Regions from separate parts of the Mus musculus genome. Here region 1 is linked to region 2. Evidence: chromatin contacts called from public Hi-C data. All regions are on one chromosome and are shown on one strand. The core of a region is the stretch at or near the end of the contact, and the rest is flanking DNA. Distances in the headings are between cores, read along the strand shown. Region 1 has its middle 130 kb from the start of Btbd3. Region 2 has its middle 160 kb from the start of Gm14062.

Region 1 (4,826 bases), core at 1,403-3,902, 370 kb after region 2:
GTAGAAAAACACCATATAGCCTTCTTTCATTGTGTGAGAGTTTGAACATAACCTTGTTAGTCATTAATGAAAGTCACAGGCAGACATTTTTCAAGCATCAGTGGGTGAATAGACCCCTCCTCTGCAGAATATCCATGCCATCTATTACAATACCCATTAGATAGGATGTGAGAAATTGATAGAATATGTTCCTTGTTTTATAATTCTATATGAGGATTAATGGATACATTAAGTGCCATATGGTATAATTTGACATTGACTAAAGCTATCGATAAACAGGGAGTTTTAAGTGCTCCCCAGTGTTTCTGATTTGAGATAATTGATTGATGAGAAGAATGTAGTCGAGATTTTTGTAGTAATGGGGCCCAGTGGGTTGTGGTGGGTGGCCACAGTCTTGTGGAACTGTCACATCTAAGGAAAGAATTTAGCCACATAGGAGGAAATGCTGGGTGAGTTTGTGAACACTTCTGTATTTTTTTATTAGATATTTTCTTTATATGCATTTCAAATTTCAAATGCTATTCTGAAAGTTCCCTATACCCTCCCTCCGCCCTGCTCCCCTACCCACCCACTCCCACTTCTTGGCCCTGGCATTCCACTGTACTGGGACATATAAAGTTTGTAATACCAAGGGGCCTCTCTTCCCAATGATGGCAGACTAGGCCATCTTCTGCTACATATGCAGCTAGATACACAAGCTCTGGGGGTACTGGTTAGTTCATATTGTTCTTCCACCACTAGGGTTGCAGACCCCTTCACCTCCTTTCTCTAGCTTCTCCTTTGGGGGGCCCTGTGTTCCATCTTATAGATGACTGTGAACATCCACTTTTGTATTTTTATCGTAATATCTCTTCGTATAATCAGAGGCAGCAAAATATGAAGAAACTTGCCTTTTTAAACCGAGTATTTCCAAAGTAAAATAGTTTTATTAAATATATTCTTAGTCCTACCCTTAGAATCAAACCCTGCTGGAACGGGCATATTTGTTTTAATTTTTACTGACTACCTGTATTCCTCTTCCTGTGTCTAGCCTCCTCATCTGCATTAATCTCCTATCTCCTCTCCTTTATTCTGGAGGTCAGTACTTTCACTTTTGCTTTTCATTGGTCAGAAAGTGATCCAAGCTCCCAGTAACATGGGTACTGGAAGATCTCAGGCGCTCATGGAAGCCCTTTGGCCAGGCAAATTGGTCATATAAAATAGGTGGGGGCAAAGGAAGGTGTCTGTTGATCTCACCTGCGTGTTATAGGGAATGGCAAATGAAAAGTATTATTTTAAAGGGAGTCTCTCAAGGAGCTCTCTCAAGGAGTTGAAGATTTGGGTCATGAACTGCGTCAATTGACGTGACTTCCGAATCTGTGCACAAAGGGGTTATTTAGAAGAGGTTTGCCTTTACTAGCTGCAGAATAGAGTACAGTTGCTGGCAACTGAGGAGAAAGCCCAGCTGCATGTGAATGCACCTGAGATGTGCTGCATGCACTCAAAACAGGGCTATTGGAGGTGTGCTCAAGAAACATGGCCGTCTCTAACTTCAAGGCTTACCTGTTTTGCTGAAGCGATGTGTTTCTTTTCTAATTAACACTTTCCACAGTGTTCTGGTTTTGCCCATGTTGGAAATGCCTGTAAGTATAGCTGAAAGGGATGATGGGTGGAAAGGCATTGGCATTTACATAGTGGGGGTCAGGTCGGGGTGCACTGTGACAGTTCCTGTGAAATTGTAGCAGGCTGCACTTCTACATCAATTGGTATAACAAGGATGAAACTGAATTTGAACTCAGATCCTCCTCAGGAAGGAGGGTACTCACCTACAGTAGCCACTCTGCCCTCCTCAAACCATCTACAGTGCCCAGAAAATCTAATTTAAAATAGAATCAAGAACTCTAATTTTCTCACATTTAGCACATTTAACTAACATAGATGTTCTGGTTATTTTAATCAAGGAAAAAAAACGGAATTTGAGGTTTTAGTTTGTTACTACTGGGAAATTTGATTTATCTGTTTTGAGCAGCCATCTGGAGTAAGTTTCTTCATATTACGTGTCAGGCATATATTTATGCCATAAGATCAAAATCCCTAAATTGCATCCTTTGAAAATTTTAGGCATTCTATAATGACAATTCCCAACACCACAATGAAGTGATTACATGGCTTTCAAAAATGGAAACATTGCACAACAAAAAGATGACTATGTATAATGAACAAGTTCATTTACTCCAATCTAAATGTGTGGTGAATCATGTGATGCATACACAATGAGCTGAGATGAATCTTCTGTCATTAGAAATACAATTATGGAATATTGAAACTTCTAAGGTCTAAGAAAAGTAAATAGGTATATACTTTTTAATCCAGCCCAAACCAGATATAGTTCATTGTTAAAGGTTTTCCTTAATTATGCCATAAATAAATCAAGTCACTTGTCATTGATAAATGCAAAAATATTGCTAATGTGCATGCTCATGTATGCCTTTTTCAGCAAGAATTGTGTTTGCCCTGGTCAGCTCCATGTTTTATGCAAAGTCCCCAGGGTGTTTTCAGCCTTAGCACTGTCACTGCTGTGCACATTCTTGCTCTCTCTCTGAGCGCGTCATTCTCCATATGCTCCCAGTCTCCCTACAACATCCAGTTCACAGGAAAAGATCAGAGGCACACAGCCAGACAAAAGGATGACGTAATGGTAATGGAACACCCACTCTGTCTGCACGTGGCACACAAAGTCCCCCTTTCTGTTGCAATTGAACCAACATGAGTGGTGTTTCTAAAACTGCTATTTACTATTTGACCTTAGGCAAATTACTTTACCTTTCTGTGTGTTCTTTTTATAAAACAGAACGTCCCTAACATTCTCCTAGAGTATACTGAAGCTTTAATGAGGTACTTTCTGCATTATTCTTGATATAATGTGATACCCATGATGGGCCCACAATGTTCCTTTTTTTTTCTGCTTTAAGGTTAGTCCCTTTATTTTGCTATCTGCAATCTAGTTTCTTGGTCAAGGCAATTAAATTCCCTGTTGCATCAAGATATTTCAGCTACAAGCAAGCACCTCCACAATCCCACTGTGAGTGAACAGTGGGAATGTGTGCTGCATCACTTACCAACAAATCTAGAATTAGGTGCATCCAAAGATAGGGCAGTGGCCCACTGATGTCATTAAGGATCCTTCCATCTGCCCTGCATTGTTACCTTACTAGATTCTTGTTATGATTACAGGCTGGCTGTTAGAGTTTCAGGCATCACATGTAGCCATGGCAACATCCAGCTGAATAAATGAACAATGACTCTCCCTTGAATATCTTTTCAGCAATAGAGTTTTCTCTAACCCTAACTACTCTCTAGATTTGTGGTCAGGTTTCATTGGCCAAAATTGAAAACCATGCTCATATCCTTGTTTGAAGAGAACTTTTGGAAAGTAACTAGGTCTTCTTGCCTGTTTCTTTACATAGTTTTTTCAACAGGGGTGCGGTGGGGTTAGAGAGATGGCTCGGAAGATAAAAGCACTTGAGAAGCCAGCCTGATCACATGAGTTTGATCCCTAGAATCTATATGGAGGTAGAAGGAGAGAACTGACTCTACAATGTTATCCATGTCATGTATGTCAAACATTCACACACACAAACACACAGACAGACACACACAGACACAGACACACACACACACACACACACACAGAGAGAGAGAGAGAGAGAGAGAGAGAGAGAGAGAGAGATCTAAATGAAGAAAATACCTTTCTGAATGTCTTCCAAACTACCAGGTGGGTGGATTTCATCTCACTCAGGTTTGTTGCAGGAGTGTGCTGGAGTTTATGCAAGAGCTTGAGAATATTTCTTACCCTCAGCTAAAAGCAGGGCATAGCTACCTGAGAGTTCAAAATGGAGGAATAATGTTAGATAAAGAGTTTCACAAACAAGGGAGCAATAATACCCTTTTGTCATCCTGTAACCCAACAATAAGATATTTGAGATTTGGGAAAGCCACCAGCTGATTCTCAAAACCTCCCATCCCCCATACTTGTGTGAATTCACTTATTCTACAAAGTTTCATCACAGATCTACTGTGAGCAGGCATTGAATTGGGTGCTGGGGGCTGATGAGGACAAGATAGTCTCTGACGTAAGAAGTTTCTGATAAAGAATGCATAACAGAAACAATTATGCAGAAACATGGTTTATTATTCTATTCCAACCACCTGTTCTGTGATGTAAGGTGCTAAGCCTGAGAGATGCTGCTATGTGTGCATGCAGGGAGGATGTGTCTGGATGGTTCAGTGATGATGGTGTGGAAAATGAAGTCAGTGAAGTCAAGAACAGGAGACCATTCCGAGACACGGGGTAGTAAGAAATCCTTCCAATGCATATTTCACTCATGCTTCACCTATATCATACCCAGTGTTGACAACAGATGGGAAAAGAGAGGAATCCAAGACCCTTTTCTCTGTCTTACATGAGAAATAGGCATGTACACTTTCCCCCAAAATCTTATTAGGTGGAAAATTTGGCATAGGAATCATGAGATAGTTGGTGCAGAGTCCCTGCCCAAGATGTTTCAGCTACCTTGTAACTCAATAACCTGCCTTCTCATTGCTTCAAGAAGCCTCCTAGCTCTGAGATCTGGGGTTCACAGTTACAGGTTACACTAAAAAAAGGCTTTGTCTTAACTACTCTTCTTCATTAGCAGCTGCCATGTTGGAAGCAGCAATACAACATTACCAATTATTTATCTATTAGCTTCTAGGTCATTACTCACAGAGCTAAGTCTGATCAGGGCTGGAGAAAAGATAAAATCTTATAAATGGTTCATTTATAAGAATGGTTCTGAGAAACCACG
Region 2 (4,503 bases), core at 1,129-3,628:
CAAAGTGAGTTCCAGGACAGCCAGGACTATACAGAGATACCCTGTCTGGGAAAAACAAAACAACAAGAACAACAACAAAAAAGAATTGCATTCCTGGGATTTGGGTCTCTGGTGAATTTTATTTTAGAGATCCCACACTTTAGCGATTTGGGTCTTTTGGGTGTTCGGCAGGATTATGATATTCTTTATGTCTTTAGCTAATATGGGGAAAGTCTTTCACATAGAAAATTTGAGTTTTAGATTTAAACTTCAATTATCTGATTTTAAAACTGTGCTTTTTCACACGGAGCCATTTGCACGCCCCCGCTCTGAGGCAGACTTCAGGTGCAGTCCTGGTTGGCATCTGCACAAATGGCTGTGTTTCCTCTCCAGGCTTCTGTTCTATGATCTCTTGTCTTATTTTCAGTAAACACATTGTTTTCTGAAGCAAATCTTAAACATAACATTACATATTGGATAACAAATTGGTGTGCTCTTCCCTGGAGAGACAATTTATCCTGTTTCAGCATTTCTTTGCTGCCCACAGTTTTGTGCAGGGTTGAGGCCTCCTGGGCATTCCCCTGTCTATTAAGCGTGTCTATTATTGTAGAACTTCGTCAGTTCATTTTTGGGTAGGCATGTTGGGAAGACTTTATGGTTGTTGCTTCTGATATTTCTAGGAGACACCATGTCATAAGAAACTCCATGAAAACAAACAGACAAGGAACATTGTAAAAAAAAAAAAGTAGCAGGTTGCATTTATTAAGAAATCTATTTGTATACATATATATGCATGAAGCAATAACTAATGAAAATAAGCGTTAATTTATATGAGAATGTTTATAGGAAGAAAGGGGAACCAGGAAATGATGCAATTATTATGTCGATTTTTAAATACCACAGAAGACAGCTCAGCACTTTAGAGCACTCCTTATCTTACAGAGGACCCCAGTTATATTCCTGACACAGACTTAGTTCCAGGACCTTGGACAACCTCTTTTGGCCCCCATGGCTACCAGGCATACATGTGTCTTCAATATCTGTGAAAGAGGGGGCCAAAGCAATGAGGAAGGGCAAGGGGAGGAGAGCCAGCAGAAAAATAATAAACTGTCACAAAAATGTTCCACTCTTTAGTTCTAGTGAGGTTCTCAGAAAACTTTGAAACACCAGAATGTGAGTTACTCAAATAATAATCTTTGCTTCTAACCTGTATTTTTAATGGAAATAATGAAGTCCTGAATCAGGTTTGCCTGAGTCTCCTTTCCTTTCCTTCCTTTTGTTTCTTTTGGTTTGCTTTGGGTTTTTGTTTGTTTGTTTGTTTGTTTGTTTGTTTTTATAATCGAATTAACTCCAGAACATTCGGGGGTGCCGGCTGGGATCCTTATCCCCACCAATAGACCAGTAGCTGCCTAATGAGCTGCCACGGGAGCCCCTGTGAGACCTAGGGAAGAATGAGAGGCTGAGCACTGTGACAGACGCTTCAGCCTCGTCAACAGGAATCCAGGCAGTTAATAGATTCCTAGGATTTGAGGGGCTCACACATAAGGCTAGGAAGGTGAGGACTCATCCTTGACAGAGTAATATCCCCGTTCTGCCACCCACTTGAGTTTTGAGTTTGCTCACAGAGACAAGGGTCCTTTTAGGTTGTGCTAGCTTCTGTGGGAGACTGCTGTGAGGGCACGAAGGTGACGACCTCCTCTCTTCTAAGTCCAGACCTTGATACTGGAAGGAAATAAAGCTATGTTTAAAGAGTCAACCATCATGGTGAAGCTTGAACCTTGGGGCCTTGTTCCTGGTAGTAGGAACATTGGAAGGGATGCTGCCCACATACAGTGACTACTGTAAATCATTTCCTCTGTATTTTCCTGGGGATAAAAATTGTGAGTTGAAACAGGTGAGTGGGCGTCATATTATTATGCAAAAAATTAATATTAGCAAAGAAAAGCCTCAAGGGCTGTTTGCTTGTTTTCATCTGAGAATAAGATGGGTTGGAAATGTAGACGTGTGTACATGTTCCCCTGTCTGCCGCCAGGGGGCAGCATCTTCTTGGGCAAAGGGAGGCCAGTGAGGAAGAAATTGCGTCTGGAAGATGCTGTTTGTCGCCTGGTGTCTTAAACCCTGAGGAAAGGAGAAATACCCTCTAAAATGGACTTCTCTAAAGAGATCTAAAAATCCTCAGAAATCAGAGGTCAATTCAAAAGAAACTATGGCTTCTGGGAGATGCTCAGAACATGGAAATCATTGATACTCTGAGAGTATTTCTTCTGAAGGGTTTTCCTTAGATTTTCCTGGATGAGATTTGGTGAAAGCAGATTTATTTTTAACAAATGCACACACATGGCATCCTCTTTCTTAGTGACAGGAACTTCTCATTTTTCCAAAATGTGCTTGGCAAGCTTGGCAGCCAGAGAAACGAGACTGGGAGACCTGCTGTTCCATGGTGCATGACGAGCAACAGAGGAAGCCAGTCTAAACCAGAAACCATCCTCTCAGGACGGATTCGGGAGGATGTTCTGCATTCACAACACTCACGTTCAAAGCTGTGGTTTCTTACTCCGCAGTAATTCTGCACCTTTACATCATTTTCTTATATACATTAGTGGAAAATTGGCGGGGGTGGGGGGGCGTCAGGGGACACGAAGTAGCTAAGGCACTAGACTTAGATAATTCTGTCAGAATTCTCAGCATTATTTTCCTTCATCATCTTTTTTCTTTTCCTACATGTGGCTTTAAGCCCAGTGCTTGTAGCATAAGCCCTTGAAATTCTATCAGCCAGGAAGTTGAGGTTTCTGACAGAATGAATATGCATGGCACACATAATCTACAATTTATTAGGCTGCTTCGCTGGTCATTATTGAGATTTGATTGTAATGCTTAGTGGCGTTAACATCCTCTCCATCCCCCTAACAACATTTATGGTCAGTAATAATATTAGCTCAATCCTTGAGCCTCGCTCTGCTGAATGAACCAAGCGACTTGAGCTCCTCTTGGCTCATTACTTCTAACAGGGCTCCTGTAGTCATGTCACACTCCAGCGACAAGCCTGACAGAATGGCATCTTTTAAATATTATCTCTGACATATTTCTCTGAAATGCTAGCCTTTCAATTAGTGTTATGCACCAGAAGTGACAGATTCTAGAAGAGTCACTTCTACAAGAGAGTACAGTAATAGGTGACCTACCAACAACAGTGGGCTAGAGAAGACATCCATGAATAAGTTCATTATAGCCCCTTGAAGGGGTTTCCACAGCATGGGCATGAACTAGTGGTCAATCAAGATGTCCATATATCTTTCTTTTGGACATTGTTTTTCCATTTCCCAGGTTCTGCATCTTTTGCTACTAAAAGCTGCTTCCTTCACCCATAGGCATTACAGATGCCCAAAGTCTGGTCCCACAGGAGCTCATACGTGATACCCTATTATTGCAGAACGTCAAATGCCTGTCCCCTTTGCCTTTGGGACGCACAAACTGACATGAAAGTTATGCTACAGAGACCTTGTCGGATCAAGCTGAGGTTGAGGTTTCACTCAAAATCACACTCATGCTTGGCTTCTTCTGTTGGGAGCCGCCCCCACATTCGCCGTTACAAGATGGCGCTGACATCCTGTGTTCTAAGTGGTAAACAAATAATCTGCGCATGTGCCAAGGGTATCTTATGACTACTTGTGCTCTGCCTTCCCCGTGACGTCAACTCGGCCGATGGGCTGCAGCCAATCAAGGAGTGACACGTCCGAGGCGAAGGAGAATGCTCCTTAAGAGGGACGGGGTTTTCGTTTTCTCTCTCTCTTGCTTTTTCGCTCTCTTGCTTTTCCCTCTCTCTTGCTTCTTGCTCTCTTTTCCTGAAGATGTAAGAATAAAGCTTTGCCGCAGAAGATTCTGGTCTGTGGTGTTCTTCCTGGCCGGTCGTGAGAACGCGTCGAATAACAATTGGTGCCGAATTCCGGGACGAGAAAATCCGGGACGAGAAAAAACTCCGGACTGGCGCAGGAGGGATACTTCATTCCAGAACCAGAACTGCGAATCAAGGTTATAAGGTTCCCGTAACACAGACTGTTGAGAAGGATTCAACTGCCGAATTCAGAACTCATCAGCTGGGGAACGACGGTGATAAAGGTTCCCGTAAAGCAGACTGTTAAGAAGGATTCAACTGTATGAATTCAGAACTTTTCAGCTGGGGAACGAGAGTACCAGTGAGTATGTTTGGCCTTGAATTTTTTCTGGTGTTAGGAGCCCTTTTGTTCCTTTTCACATGTTATATAGTGGTTAAGGCAGGGCTGAAAATTCTGGATGAAATTCAGGGCAGTCTATCAGAAGTAAAGCGGGGAGAGAGAGTAGGAGCAAGGAGAAACGGTAAGTATACAGGCCTTTCCAAGGGTCTTGAACCCGAGGAAAAGTTAAGGTTAGGTAGGAATACCTGGAGAGAGATTAGAAGAAAAAGAGGAAAAAGGGAGAAGAAAAAAGATCGATTAGCGGAGGTCTCTAGGAGATACTCGTCACTAGATGAGCTCAGGAAGCCAGCTC

The links. A called contact is a pair of places that touch in the nucleus more often than the background predicts.
Region 1: a contact with region 2 is called in a Hi-C map of cortical neurons, with 4 times the contacts expected there. The contact joins two enhancer-like sites. A contact is called at or near these places in 5 of 484 Hi-C or Micro-C datasets (cerebellar granule neurons, cerebellum, cortical neurons and 1 more).

The regions. Positions count from the first base shown.
Region 1 is chr2:138,403,704-138,408,529 of GRCm38.p6, forward strand. No RefSeq gene overlaps it. Among named protein-coding and RNA genes, the nearest start is that of Btbd3, 130 kb to the left of the region's middle. Within about 2 kb of position 2,653, at least 46 of the 459 cell types and tissues checked have an H3K27ac peak or open chromatin away from gene starts, as enhancers often do. A contact at or near this core is called in cerebellum and cortical neurons, where this site is marked.
Region 2 is chr2:138,031,548-138,036,050 of GRCm38.p6, forward strand. No RefSeq gene overlaps it. Among named protein-coding and RNA genes, the nearest start is that of Gm14062, 160 kb to the left of the region's middle. Within about 2 kb of position 2,379, at least 24 of the 459 cell types and tissues checked have an H3K27ac peak or open chromatin away from gene starts, as enhancers often do. A contact at or near this core is called in cerebellum and cortical neurons, where this site is marked.